Regions from separate parts of the Hordeum vulgare genome. Here region 2 is linked to region 1. The links are chromatin contacts, called in public Hi-C maps. All regions are on one chromosome and are shown on one strand. Each heading gives the region's core, a stretch centred on a gene start, on an enhancer-like site or on the middle of the called end of the contact. The rest is flanking DNA. Distances are from core to core; before and after follow the strand shown. Region 1 holds the start of LOC123425842 (protein translation factor SUI1 homolog). Region 2 holds the start of LOC123429918 (probable xyloglucan endotransglucosylase/hydrolase protein 8).

Region 1 (6,919 bases), core at 2,777-5,276:
CTTTCATGATGCATATATTCTTCCTATACTTAAGCCTCAAAATGCACTAGATTTGACTTAAGATTTTGCCAAGCTGGGTTGCTTGGCTCCTGTGTTTATCCTCTACGTTCCCAATTGTTCTGCTAGAGGATAAAGGGAGCATCTGTGCGATTGTTATGACCAAGTAATCCAGATACGTACCTCAGATGGGTGAAGCCGAAAGCTAGGGTTCTTAATGACAAATTGGTACGACACTAGGAAGGTGACAATAATTAGGTGGCTATCACAAAGGGTTAAAATTCCCAAGCATACGCTCGACCCGCACACAATGGATGCTCAAAAACTGAGAGAAAGGAACCTATAAAGGAACTATTTTCTTGGGAAGATGTTTCTTACTAAATAAAATTAATATAACATAACTCCATGATAATTGTCTGTCTATTAGCACCGTATGGCCAGATTGCCTGGTTCCCCAAACTGTGTACCTATTTCACAAGTTACATAGTATAGAACACTTCCTGATTTCTGTCAAGGGAGGAAGAAGAGAATGGTCGGTTAAGACAGTATTAACATATTGGACGGACAACAAAGTGATATAGATACTTAGTTACATAAAATCACACAATGGGGTGCTGGTCTAGGTTGTCTCTTATTACATCTAGGCGGCAATCTTGTTGTGACAAGCATGCGACAGACATCACTTGGTCATAAACTAAGTGAAGGGGCACCTCCTGACCATCGGGCCCCGCCGGCCCAACTCATGCCAGTTCTTGATGATTAGGCTTAGTAAACCTCATCTTCACCATTGCCCATGCCTCCCTGGCACCTTCATCGCACGTCGATGTTTTCCACAATTCAAATCGGCATCGAGCTCCTTTAAAGCGCTCATCCAGTTCTGATATCCTTCCCGGAGGCCCCTCGGCTAACCATAATGCCTTCAGCATGCTTTTCATCGCTTTTCACCCAACGTTCATAAGCTATGGAAAATTCCTTTAGAAGGTCAACACTAAATGAACTGGCTTCTTCCTCAGGCCGCCTAGTCAGGAGTGATATAACGAGGAATGGAATTTCTGTTAATATCAGAACTTGTATTTGTATATTTACAAAGTTTGACATATTACTTACTGAACATTCCACCCTTCATTCTCTTGTTCTCTTCGGTAGCTTGTGCCAGTTGAGTGTTTAAACTCTAAATTTGGCTTATATGTTCTTGTTTTTCCGTCTTAAGCTTTTTATTTTCATCAACACTTCGGAATAACGAGTTATAGCTCGCCTTTGTGAGTCTTTGGCTGCTTCGAGATCTTTTTGCAATTGACCTATAGATTCATCTGCTACAAAATATACTTTCATTTAAGAAGGACAATAGGACAATTACGGACATGAGTTAAAAATAAGAATTCTCACCATGTGCTTGTCTCGTGAAACTCTTCACTTGTTCTAGTTTGGCTTCCGCAACCTCTAGTTGTGTTCGGTACGTCCCAATCTCCTGGGACAACTCCTTATTCTTGTCCCTCGTAGCCAAACAAGCATGCTGACAGTTGTGGTTAACCCTCAGATCGACCATACTACCCAATCGAAGATCGGGGGCTGGTGGCTTGGGATTTGTACACAATGGCAAAAAATTGAATACATACCTTAAGGCTTGTTGACATACAGCTGGCTACTCCTTCAAGTCCTGCTCGGGCAGCTCCGAGGTGCACGTCTACCGAACTCAAGGCTCCAAACTCGTGTTCGGAAAATTTAGGATGGCAGATCCGAGTCAGACAAATACCCTTGCACCTCAATCTCGTGCAGACGGAGGCGCGAGACTGAGCAACTAGCCCAATCTCCTGGAAGAGAGCCATGAGGGCGTGAGGATGAGACTGGAGCAGTCGCCATGTCTTCGTTTCTCTGGTGTTCTTCTCAATGTGTTGAAGGGAATGGGGAGCGTTGCTGGGGGGCACGCGCAGGTTATATGATAAGGAACTTCTCTTTTTTTCTTTGGGATGGAACCACCTATTTTCATTGGCGCGCAGGAATCGAGGAGGTGGTTAACCCTGCGGGAAGAAAATATTAATTTTTGTGGGTTCAGCGGTGTTTCATGTGTCGAAGATAAAAAACAATGTGGAATAGGATCAGCCAAATATAAGGTGAAACTTGCCCCGCAAGCCGAAGATCGCAGAAACGTGAAGATGGTGGGCCTAGACTACGACATTGGAGGCTAGTTCGGGGGCTACTAAGGGAGTCCGGGACTAAGGGGTCCTCGTGCCGCCTATCTATGGGTCGGACTCCCGGGCCTGTTCGGTCATCATTAGAAGTATGAGAATCAAGATGGACTCTTTCGAAGACTTGGCGTACGATCCAAGGCAACATAGTAATCGGCATATTCCTTCCCTATTGTAACCGACTTTGTATAACCCTAGCACCCCTGGTATCTATATAAACCAAGGGTCATAGTTCGTAGGACACATTAAGCTCATCATGATTAGGGTTTAGACAACAACATCTGATCTCGAGGTAGATCAACTATGTACTTTGTACTACTTCATCAATACAACAAGAGCAGGGCATAGGGTATTACCTCCATCACGAGGGTCCGAACCTGGGTAAAACATCATCTCCTTCGTCTCATATTACCCATCGACCCAAGGTCCGTAGTTCAGACCCCCTACTCGAGATCAGACAGCTTTGACACCGACAACGGTCACCACTCCACCTATCTATCTCTCACTCTTCCTCCAACCCATCGACATGAACTCCGGTAGCAAGTCGAACCCCAACCCCATCTTCAACCCTTTTCCCCTGGGGCATTGGATGGAGGGCATTCTTTCTAGGGTGCTCACTCGGTAACCGTACCAAGTTTGAGAACAACATGGAAGTGTGCTCAAACTTCAGTAGCATGGAAGAGCTGCACAAAGAGTCAGACGTTGTGATGAAGAAGGACACGTCGGAGGAGTTGAAGACATTGATTCCTGACCCAGGGAAGGGCGCTATGTGAGTCGACAAACTTCTTTGGGCCATGAATTAGGCCGACTCCGGCGACGTTGGACAGAGGGCAAAGTGGGCCAAGTAAAGATAGTACCGGCGTCCTCATGATCATCGTGCGACAGTGTACTTCACCACAAACACTATGGTGGTGCCATTGGAGGAGGATCATGAACCGATGGTATGAAGGTGGAAGAAGATGCTGTGGCCATGATTGTGAGGGTGCGGAACGAGGGCACCGAAGCATGCCCATCGAGCTGGACTCCGATGAGGAAGAAGAGACGAAGAAGACCAAGACCAAGGCCAAGGCCACCCGCCGCTCCAATCGCCTCTGGGGTCCCCGAGGATAAGATCTGTGCGTACCGTGTAAGATGAACCCTAATCGCATCCCTATTGTACTCAATACGGATCGGGAACTTCATATTTACCGCTAGCCATGACGATGCTATGATACCCCGATTCCCCGTTCCCTAACGCGGATCGAAACTAAACCCGAATCGAATGCAAAGTAGTAGGTGCGGAGGGGAAAAATTGCTTACCGCCATTGCCGAAGTGTTGCATCACGGATGCCGGTGAAGGTGACCGGAGGTCGACTTGCTGTTCTCCGATCTGCTGCACACTGCCTTCGCCGTAGGTGAGTGGAGAGAGGGAAGAGTAGAGTGGGGAGAGAGATCGATGAGCGTAATAACTGCCATCGCTTCGGGAAGCAACGTAGCTTCTCGGGTGGCTCCTCGCGTGTAACCCTCACCGTCCATGTGGCTCGATAGGGCCTCGCTTGCGAAAAACTGCCGATTCGAACAATGCCTCATGAGACAGACCCAAAACTGCTTTAAAGTTCATGTGATGTAAATTTAATAATATATGCTCACAATCAATCAATCTGTTTTCTTCTCGCAGGGTCCAAGTTCTGATTAGACCCTACAAAACAAACAAGCCCTTGAAAGCAAGCAACAACGACGGTGTACCCTGTTTTAGAAGAACCCGTTTCCCTCGTGCTCCATTCCCGACTTCGGCACACGAACACCGACAAAGTGGCTGCCACAAAGTAACTAACCCGAATAATAATATTCAGCCAACTGACGGTGGAGAAGGGCAGGCTTTGCGGCCTAAAGAGGGGAGAGAGAGGAGAGGAAAAGGGGGGCAAGGCAAGGAACCCAGAGGCGTCCTCCTCCGCCCGTCTATAAATTCCTCTCCTTCCCTCGTCTTTATATAGGAGGCATCAAACCCAAAGAGGAGGAAGAACACCAAGGACTCACTACCAGGCGCCTCTCCGCGATCCAAATCTTCCCGGGAGAAGTTCTTGGCTGATCTCTTCCTCCTCTACCGCCTCCGAGGGTATGCCCCCTGCACCGTGGTTCTTGCTTCATCTCTATGGCCTGTTGTTGATCTGCGGTTAGTTCTGTATAATCAGGATCCCCTTCTGTGGTGAGGATCTGTATGGTTATAGATTGATCTTGACTTGCGATCCTGTTATGCTCTTCCGTGCTTCTTTCTTAGGCCGTTTAGGGATTCATTTAGGGTCGAGCCGGGTAGGTATTCTTGGATCTTGTTCTCTTTCGACACCTATTCATAAGGTCGTGTGTTCTTATATATACTGTACAATCGCGTATTGATTGTGATATCTATGATGTTTTTCTAAAGAAGATTAGAGATTCCAATCCTGATGCTATTTTTCTGCACAAACATAGCATGATTAGCTCAATACAGGTATTTTCATTTCGTAGAAACATCTTTTTGAGCAAAGGGTATAAATTTGTCAGGACAACTAAATTATGTTAAGACCAGCACTGCACATGCCTGTACATATTAAGACATGCTATTTGTGATTTTGAACTTGGAAGAAACCTTTTTTTAGGAAAAACTCGCAGTATGTACTACCTAAGAAAATCTGAAGGAAACAACGATCATAAAGGATGATAAAATTCACATATATAAGAAAACTGTAAATAATGGTAGAAGACATCAAAGCTCGCCGCACGAATCGTGCAGGTTGCTCGACTAGTTTTGGAAAATTGTTCAGTAATCATTTAGGTCCAATAAGAACAGTGCTGATTGCTTGTGGTGTAAGGCATCAGTTTGGCTTTGACTGTTGTTCCTTGGTTTCTGTATAGAAATACCTCACTGATTCGATGATTTTATCTTTCTTTAATTTAATTTAACTGTGCAAAATAAGTACCTCTGATGCAAATTATTTTGTCAGTGGTCAAAGCCATGGACTGCTTGCTTGTACAAATGAGAAATTATGAGGCTGTCATTCACCTCTCTGTACCGCATGCCCTAATGATTCATTTTCTTACTGTGTACAGTTCTTGGTGTAGCTTTTGCCACTCTCACCAGGAGTTTTCATGTCTGATCTCGACGTTCAGATCCCAACTGCCTTTGGTATGCCTGTCGTTTTCCATCCCAAGTATACTTGAAATTGCTTGCATTGTTTGGAGTGTCTTGCTTAATTGTTTTGCTGCTACATACAGACCCCTTTGCCGAGGCGAATGCTGGGGACGCTGGTGCAGCTGCCGGATCAAAGGACTACGTGCATGTACGCATCCAGCAGCGTAATGGTCGCAAGAGCCTGACCACTGTCCAGGGTCTGAAGAAGGAGTTCAGCTACAGCAAGATCCTCAAAGACCTCAAGAAAGAGTTTTGCTGCAATGGTACAGTTGTCCAGGACACAGAACTTGGACAGGTGTGTTGAAACAACGAGCAAACTAACTCGTTATCCCTTACCATGTCCATTTTTTTCACAATTTTCTTGTGCAAGCCAGTTATCTTGATCATTGCTGTTGTTTTCCGCTTTAGGTCATTCAACTCCAGGGTGATCAGAGGAAGAACGTCTCAAACTTCCTTGTCCAGGTAAACACTTTTCTCCTTGTCTTACGCTCGGTACAGCTGCAGTTGACAAACATGGATGAAGATGTCTAATATAATGTGTCGACGCAGGCGGGCATTGTGAAGAAGGAACACATCAAGATTCATGGTTTCTGAGCAACTGCCAGCTCCTTATCAGAGTCTGCATGCAAAGCAGCTAATATATATTGGTGGTGCAGTATATTTAGTTGTGTGCTAGCGCTAGCAGGCGCCACGCTTGCGCCTTCTGAGTATACACAAAGTCTAGCATAGCCACCTCTCTGCGTGCGTATATGCTTACTACCGTTGTGTTGAAGCTTTGTAAGGAGCACCGTATATGCTTACTACCGTTGTGTTGAAGCTTTGTAAGGAGCACCATCGTTAGATGGCTTGTTACCCTCTCCCATCAAGGTTGAATAATAATATATGCTTTCTGAAGCGTGATATCCTTCGTGTCCTCCATTTCAGTTGCACTTTCCGTTTGGTTTTTGACATGTTATTTTGATAGGGTTTTCAGTGGTGATGATGTGCTTTTGGCATGTGCATTGCTCTACTACTGTTCTAAAACGATGACAGTCAGAGTGATTGTTCTCTCTCGTTCGACATTCAAGCCGGTGTCGATGCATCTTAGTCTTGAACTGTATCTGCTTGATGACTGAATTAAGCTGCCTGCCTGACATGCACCAATTATTCTGGGCCCAGCTGCACTTGGTTCTTCAGATAGCAGCCATGGGGTCTACTGAATACTGTAGGCTCATTCATGGCAATTTACTACCGCAGCTGAAACAAGTGCCTGCTGCTGCTGCGAATGGCTTGGATCTCATTACTGTTTGACTGCTGCTGCGAATGGCTTGGATCTCATTACTGTTTGAGGGTACGGTTTAGCTTTATCCTGCACGCTGTGCAGCTCTCAAAATAGTTCCGCCAGTGCATCGATAAACTTCTTGGCAGGACTGTTCATCAACAACTTTATCAATAGTAACGCCACCGCCAACTCTTCTAGCACTGTTACCCTACTTTGTGCTCAGTCAAGAAATAGCGGGAAAATTTTATGTTTTGACCTAAACTCGAAAGAAAATCTAGATTTAACCTCTGTTTGAAAAAAAATCAAATCTAACGTCTTTACGTGACG
Region 2 (6,919 bases), core at 1,439-3,938, 130 kb after region 1:
CTTTTTGGATTCTTCCTGTTTATTTACTGCTTTATCCGTCTCAGTCTCACACATGCAGATGCTCGTCCAGTACCCTTTTTTTTCTTCTTCTTTGCTCCCCAGCACCAGCAGAGGCACGAAAGGAACATCTGGTCACGTCGTCATTTTACAGCGAGGACCAGATCTGCGGCAGGCAGGCAGGAACCACTATTTTTGTTTTCCTGACAAGCATGTCGAAGGAGATGAGATCTCATCTCGACGTGTGCGTTTCGCCCATGCCTGCCCGGCTCTGACACGTTTCCATGTTTTCCCTCCGCTGCCACCGCGAAAATTCATCCACTAACTAACCGAGAGGAGAGTATACATACATACATAATACAGTTGAGAAGTCCAAGCTGATTATCATGGGACCATTCCCATGAAGTTTTGGGCCATCGCATGGATGGCATCGGAACAAAAAATTCATCATCTTCCTCACATCACATGAGAGCTGAGCCACCCCGGGCAATCAATTGCCGCATCACCATACATGCACGTCCGCATGTGCACCTCATCATCATCGCAAAAGAAAAGAATAAAATCCATCCACCAATCGATAGCTACACCACGTACGAGACGCCACCCCCCAAAAAAAGAATCATGCACGTGAGGGTGAAGCGAGAGAGAAAGAAGTACTCCAGGGAGCTAGCTAGCTAGTCGTGGTCCTGAGCGCGCACTCCTCCGGCACGGTCGGGAACCTCTTGCGGTCGCCGCAGTAGTCGTATATGACGAGGTTCCTGGCCACCCAGCCCGAGTCCCGGCGCTGGCCGTCGTCGAGCGCCCACGCCGGCGGCTGGTCCCACCAGCTGTCCCCGGTGGCGGCCGCGCAGGCCGGCGGGGCCGGGCCGGACGGCCAGGCGCAGGCGTCGGCGGTGAAGTCGCTGTAGGAGGAGACGAAGGGCCCCTTGGTCCAGTCCGTCTTCTCCAGGCCCCCGCGCGTCGCCCAGTCGTCGGCGTTCCAGATGCTGGAGAAGACGTACATGGGCTTCATGATCGGGAAGAACTTGTTGGGCTTGGCAGAGTTCCGGTACTCCCTGATCGCCACCTTGTCCACGAAAAACCTGCAAACAGCAGTAGAGTACATAAAATATCGACATCAATTTTTCGATGCGACGATGTCTCTCGCAGTGAAGGCAATGGCAACTTGGCAGCTGGCCAGCTGCAAATGCAAGTCGGATCTCGATCCCAGTACACTATATAATATACTACAGCAAGCGAGCACGGACGGGACGAAAGCATGTGCGCCCACGCCACTGTTGCCGCAGTTTGGAGAGCGGAAAGTTTCTCTTTCAGCAGTATACGTAGTACATGCTGTGCATCCGAGGCCGCGCGAGAAGAGAGGAAAGAAAAGAAGAAGATTGGGCGGCATGTGGTACAGTCTACAATGTACACACAGTGCACGGCGACACGCATTGTTTGGTCCCAAACAGGGTGCTGCACGTATCAAGAGCACGGCGACACGGCCTAGTTTTGCTACTAGCACGTACCAAGTCCAAGGGTCGGGTCCAGTGGGTATCTATCTATCTATCGGACTCGGAGTGACCCAAATGCAGGGGTGAGTGGGTGGATCCATTCAATTCAACTGCCCCCGCAGCTACTAAATCCGGCCGGCAACCCCACCCTCCCATCCCAGATTACACTCTCCGTTAACGCTAGATCAATCGGAAGCTTAATTGATTGCAAGTTGCAGCAAAGGAATCCATGGGTTGCTTACACGATCTGCTTGGGGTTCCAGAGGATGGAGTAGCTGTGGAAGTCGGCGGTGGGGTCGAACCACAGCGAGTGCCGCATCTCCCGCCCGCCCACGCCGCTGCGGTACACGTTCGTCTGGATGATGTACGGCTCGCCGGTGCGGTTGCCCAGGAACTCGAAGTCCAGCTCGTCGCGCTCCGGCGCAGCGTCAAGGTCCGAGCACATCTGATGATGATCAAACGCACTCCATTAACATGTTACTAGTTTGGTTTCCTCCCTTCCCTTCCATCGAGTTGGTTTAATCGGCCGGGCGCTGCTGCCGCCTGCCGGGCTGGGAAAAGGATACCGGATAGTAAGTACAGTAGTACGTACGTAGTAGGCGGTGACGACGCCGGCGGAGTCGTTTCCGACGAGCTTGAGCTTCATGCTGAACCACCCGAACAGGTACTTCTGCTTCGTCTGGAACCCGACGCCTGGAAGAAGCAAGCAAAGAGAAGCTCAGACAAGAGACGACGATCCTTTTACCTCTCCTATATGCATGCGTGCGTGCGCCAATCAATATACCCGTCTTGTTGTCGAGGGAGAGGTACCACGTCTGGCCGTCGGGGGAGGTCTTGACGTGGTCCTTGGCGCCGGTGATCTCGAAGTTGTCCCCGAACGACGGGCTCGCCGCCGCATCAGCGCCCTGGAGCTGGAAGCAGCAGCAAGAAGCCGCAATGGCGGCGCACGCCAGGAGAGCGCCGACGCACGGACGCCTCCAAGGTCCCATCGCTCCCCACCCCCAAGAGGAAACGAATACTGTACCGCCGACGACGAATGTGGGACGGGAAACGGCAAAGCCACACAGGGGCAGGCAGAGGGGAGGACTGTGGAGGAGCGTGCTAATGCTTTGGTCCGGGGCAAAGCACAAGGCACAGGACACAGCTTTCTTATAGGCTAGACCGAGACCAGAGGGTGCTTTCATAGTTTAAGCTGCCGTTCTAAAGCAAGTCCGGCACAAGCTGCATTTGTTGTTTGCTTTTTTGCCCGTCCTTGGTACTGTTTGGATACTCTAATTCGGTTAAAAATTAAAATTAGATTTTAGCCCTGAAGTAAAAAAAGTGTTTGGATGATATGGTTAGATTATCAATAAATACACTTTTTTCAATCATTTAACTTCTTTAATCAGGATTTGGTGTGGTCAATAAATGCATTTTTTTTCAATCATTTGATTCCTTTAACCAGGATTTGGTGTGACGAAGGTTGAAGAAAAAATAACTTTTTTTAAGCCCCACCTAATTCCAACTCAAATAATTACTATTTGGATCGGTTATTTTTTTAGGATTAAATGCATCTAACCAACTCTAATCTTATCGTTTGTATGTTTTTTAATCGGTCCAATCTAACGAATTCTAATTCTAAGCCAGGAACCAAAAGTACCTTGGTTGAAATCGCACCGTTGCGTTGCGGCCGCCTCTGATGATTATTTATTTATTTTTTACTTTACTTGTTTATCTGTCATCACTGGCTTTCTGCGTTTCAAACAGGATACGAGGACTACATTACTACTGCTGCCGCAGGGCAGTGGTAGTAGTATAATACTACCACTGCAGGGCACTGGTTGCCACAGACGAGACGAGCTTCAGATCTAGCAGGATCCAGCTGCACTCGTGGCCGTCACATGAACGTATCATCTTCATCTGGCCACCGGATTAATTGCGGCTACGCGAGGTCTTGAGCTGCGCTCTGCGGCTCTGCCTCCGTCGTGCCGAGTCATGGAACGGTGGAAGATTTGCGGTGGTAAAACGGAGGAAGACTTTGCCAACGGTGCGGTGATCAAACGATCGACAGGAAGTCTTAACACGCTGTGGATGAGGTTCATCGACCAATCTTTCAGGCCTGACACAAGCATGTGTGTCTCATGTTCATGTAACAGTGAGGTCTACAACTTTGGAGTGCATCTCGTCAGTTTGTGGTGATGGGAATCTTATCAAGGTTTTACGGGCGGCGTCAGGGGATAAAAAAGAAAAAGAACCGGGATCCCGGGGATGTGGTGAGACGGGGCCAAATCGAGCGGAAAGAGGGGGCCGGCAGCGCAACTGTAACCCGGGGTTTCAGGCACGGGACAAGCCGGTGTAGTACGTTGCACAAATACTAGTGTTGAATGTTTCACTGAACCATCATCGTACAGGACCTACGCTATCTTTTTTTCTCAAGAAAATGAAAAGAGGCTAGCTAGGACTGCGCCGGCTTTTAGTGCTAGGCTCGGTCTCCACCCGTTCTTTCATCTCAGGAGATGTTTTTTTGGCCTTCTCGGATTGCCCGGCAGAATTTTTGCATTAGGAAGGAGAAATTTTTCAGCCGTCCCTTCACCCAGGCCTGTATCAGCGGGATTTTTGCACTGGAGGGGAGAATTTTTGCACGCGTGTGTGTATCATCGGGAGCAGGCTGTGGTTTGACGACATTCGTATTGATCATATGTCTTAGCAGAGAGATTTAATTATTTGCCACTTTCGATACGGGGCTTCGCTAAATTGCCATTGTTAAGATTGATTTTGTAAAAATGCCACCCAGCTTATGCACACTTTGATTACCATGCCATTTCCCTTTTTTCCATTGTTTTTATTATTTTTTTCCATTTTCTAGCATTTGGAAGGACTAAACTACCCCTGCCCTTTCAACCTTATCCTTATGCGTGTGTGGATAGAAAATAAGTTGTGGCTTACTCTAAAGCTTGCTGGTCGCTGAAGCTTGCTCGCCGCTGCGCACCAGCTCACTGCTCACGCACGCCTCCGCGAACAACAAAGGCTCGCCGCCGCGCATCCCCCCGCGCTGTGGCGCAACTCGCTCTCGTCTTCCCCTCGCCTCCACGATCTACTGTACCTCGCCACCGGTCTGCGTCCATGGCTGCACGTGGCGCGGCTTGCCCTCGCCTTCCTGATTCTTTAATAATTTTTGTCATATGTTGTGTGAATACATCTTTCTTGTAGGCCCTTGCTGCAGGATACATCCTTCCAAACCCATGGAACCTCTTCACAAAATTCTTCATAAGATGGTAAAAGGATTCCCTTTGTTCAGCATCGGGAAACGCATTCTTCACCGCATTCTTCAATCCTTTGCAAGCATCTGTGCATACTGCAAGAAGTGGAGGATCTCCTATTGCGTTCTTAAGTTGATTCATAAACCAACTTCAATTGTCTTTCGTCTCAGATGCTATGAACCCGAAAGCAAGTGGATACATCCAATTGTGGCCATCAACTGCTGTAGCCGAGGCTAAATGGCCATTCCACCTTCCATTCAATGAAGTAGAATCTATACTCAGATGTGGCCTACATCCTTCCAAAAAACCATCAATGCATGGTTTAAGTGCACAAAAAACCGATGAAAGTACACATTACCATCTATTTCAAGTACTTCAATCTCCACTACACTTCCAGGTGATCTCTTGAGTACCCCAGCCTTCCATCTGTATAACATCTCAAAACTCTCTTCCCATTTACCATAAACCTCAGCGAGAGCCTTTTCTCTCCCCCTCCAAACCGTGTCATATGAAATTGTGACGGAGTGTTGTTCATGCAACTTTTTCTGTAATTCTTTAGTACACATATTGGGTGAATCCCTAAGGATACTCACAGCCTTGCTAGCTACCCAGTTCTGAGATGGCGTGATGGTCTTCACCCTCCTACTTGAAATACAATCATGATGATCAACTAAAACTGTGACATGCGCATATAGAATTTTAAAAGGAATGGAAATTATATTAGTAAAATAGGACACATACATACAAACATACATATTCTAAATAATAAATCGAGGTTACATAATTAGCCTGATTTCACCTTTATAGTACATTTATCATCTTGTAGGCTGCCAACAATTCTCCAAGGGCAATCTTCACTTGACTTGCAGAACCCTCTAAATCTCTTCTTATCTGACTTCTCCGTGCCTAGATCAAACTCCCCATTGATGGCAAATTGCCTTACTGCTAACCTGAATTCCTTTATTGATGGGTACATAGTGCCTAGGTCCATTGTTGGGTGGTCCTTGTCATATGTAATGACTACTTCATTTGGTATGGCATCGCTAGCAGGAATGTCAGCATCTTCATTATTTCTCCCGTGCTCAACCATTCTACGATGCTTTGGTTAAGTCTTACTTTTTTTCTCTTCCTCATCCTTTAAGCCCAAAATCTCACACAGTTGATCCTCACTCAGTAGTTCAATTCTACCTTCATCATCGTGTGTCTCTACTATTTGTAAGTTATCCCAGTGAACTTGTATGATATGTGGTGTTGGTTGTATAGTTGAAGAGGCCTTAACCAATAAATATGGATTATTAGTACTGTTGCGGAGTGCGACCTCCGAATCATGCATATTCCAAAAAAGTAGGAAAATATAAACACAAGACTGAGTTAGTGACCATATTTTTACAATGCATATATCTATCGCAATATAAATTATCATATGCAATACAAAAAAATTGTGTGATCATCCTGTAGTTCCTCACCATGATTTAGTACTTCCATTCTCAATAATCTGGTATATAATCCCTGAATTTTTTTATGTCAATGTGTATCATCAGGGAACATGCCAGGGATGAATACTGAGGAAAAGGTAAAACATAGTACCGTCCAACAAGATTGGGTTCCATGTCGCCACTGCGGTACAGGGCGACGGACATGCGGTGGCAAGGAGATCGGCAGCACGCGGCGACAAGGAGATTGGTGGCACGCGGTGGCAAGGAGATCGGCAGCATGCATCGGCAAGGAGATCGGCGACACACTGCAGCAGGGAAGTTGCTGGCAGCCTCACCACGTCCAGCGTTGAGATCTCTCCAGCATTTGATGGCAGCCTCACCGCGTCCAACGTTGAGATCTCTCCAGCGTGTGTTGATTTGATTTCTAAATACGTAGATAGCATCAAGGGCAGTTTGGTCCTTTCAGGTGACAGAAAAAGAAAAAGAAAAGTCCTGGAAAAAAAAAGAAATGGCATGGTAATCAAAGTGCACATGAATTGGATGACATTTTTACAAAGTCAATCTTGACAACGGAAATTTAGCGAAGCTACATGTTGAAAGTGGCAAATAGCCAATTTTCTCGTCTTAGCATATATAGAGTACATGGATAGAAATATATGCTAAGGCATACGATCAATGCAAATATTGTGAAACCACAACAACGACCAGACCTAGCATGTACACTGCTCAGACTATGCCTACCCACACGTAGCCT

The links. Hi-C and Micro-C count contacts between places; a contact is called where the count stands out from the background.
Region 2: a Hi-C map of leaf shows a contact between it and region 1, with 4 times the contacts expected there. The contact joins the promoter of LOC123429918 here to the promoter of LOC123425842 in region 1. A contact is called at or near these places in 1 of 6 Hi-C or Micro-C datasets (leaf) and 1 of 1 datasets of contacts at active chromatin or transcription factors (embryo).

The regions. Positions count from the first base shown.
Region 1 is chr2H:202,107,044-202,113,962 of MorexV3_pseudomolecules_assembly, forward strand. LOC123425842 (protein translation factor SUI1 homolog) reads left to right here and starts at 4,027. Exons shown (of 5, transcript XM_045109586.1): 1 at 4,027-4,278; 2 at 5,250-5,325; 3 at 5,415-5,626; 4 at 5,740-5,793; 5 at 5,881-6,231. The coding sequence starts at 5,289. The coding sequence ends at 5,925.
Region 2 is chr2H:202,240,203-202,247,121 of MorexV3_pseudomolecules_assembly, forward strand. LOC123429918 (probable xyloglucan endotransglucosylase/hydrolase protein 8) reads right to left here and starts at 2,689. Exons shown (of 4, transcript XM_045113887.1): 1 at 2,275-2,689; 2 at 2,083-2,183; 3 at 1,733-1,935; 4 at 369-1,079. The coding sequence starts at 2,674. The coding sequence ends at 668.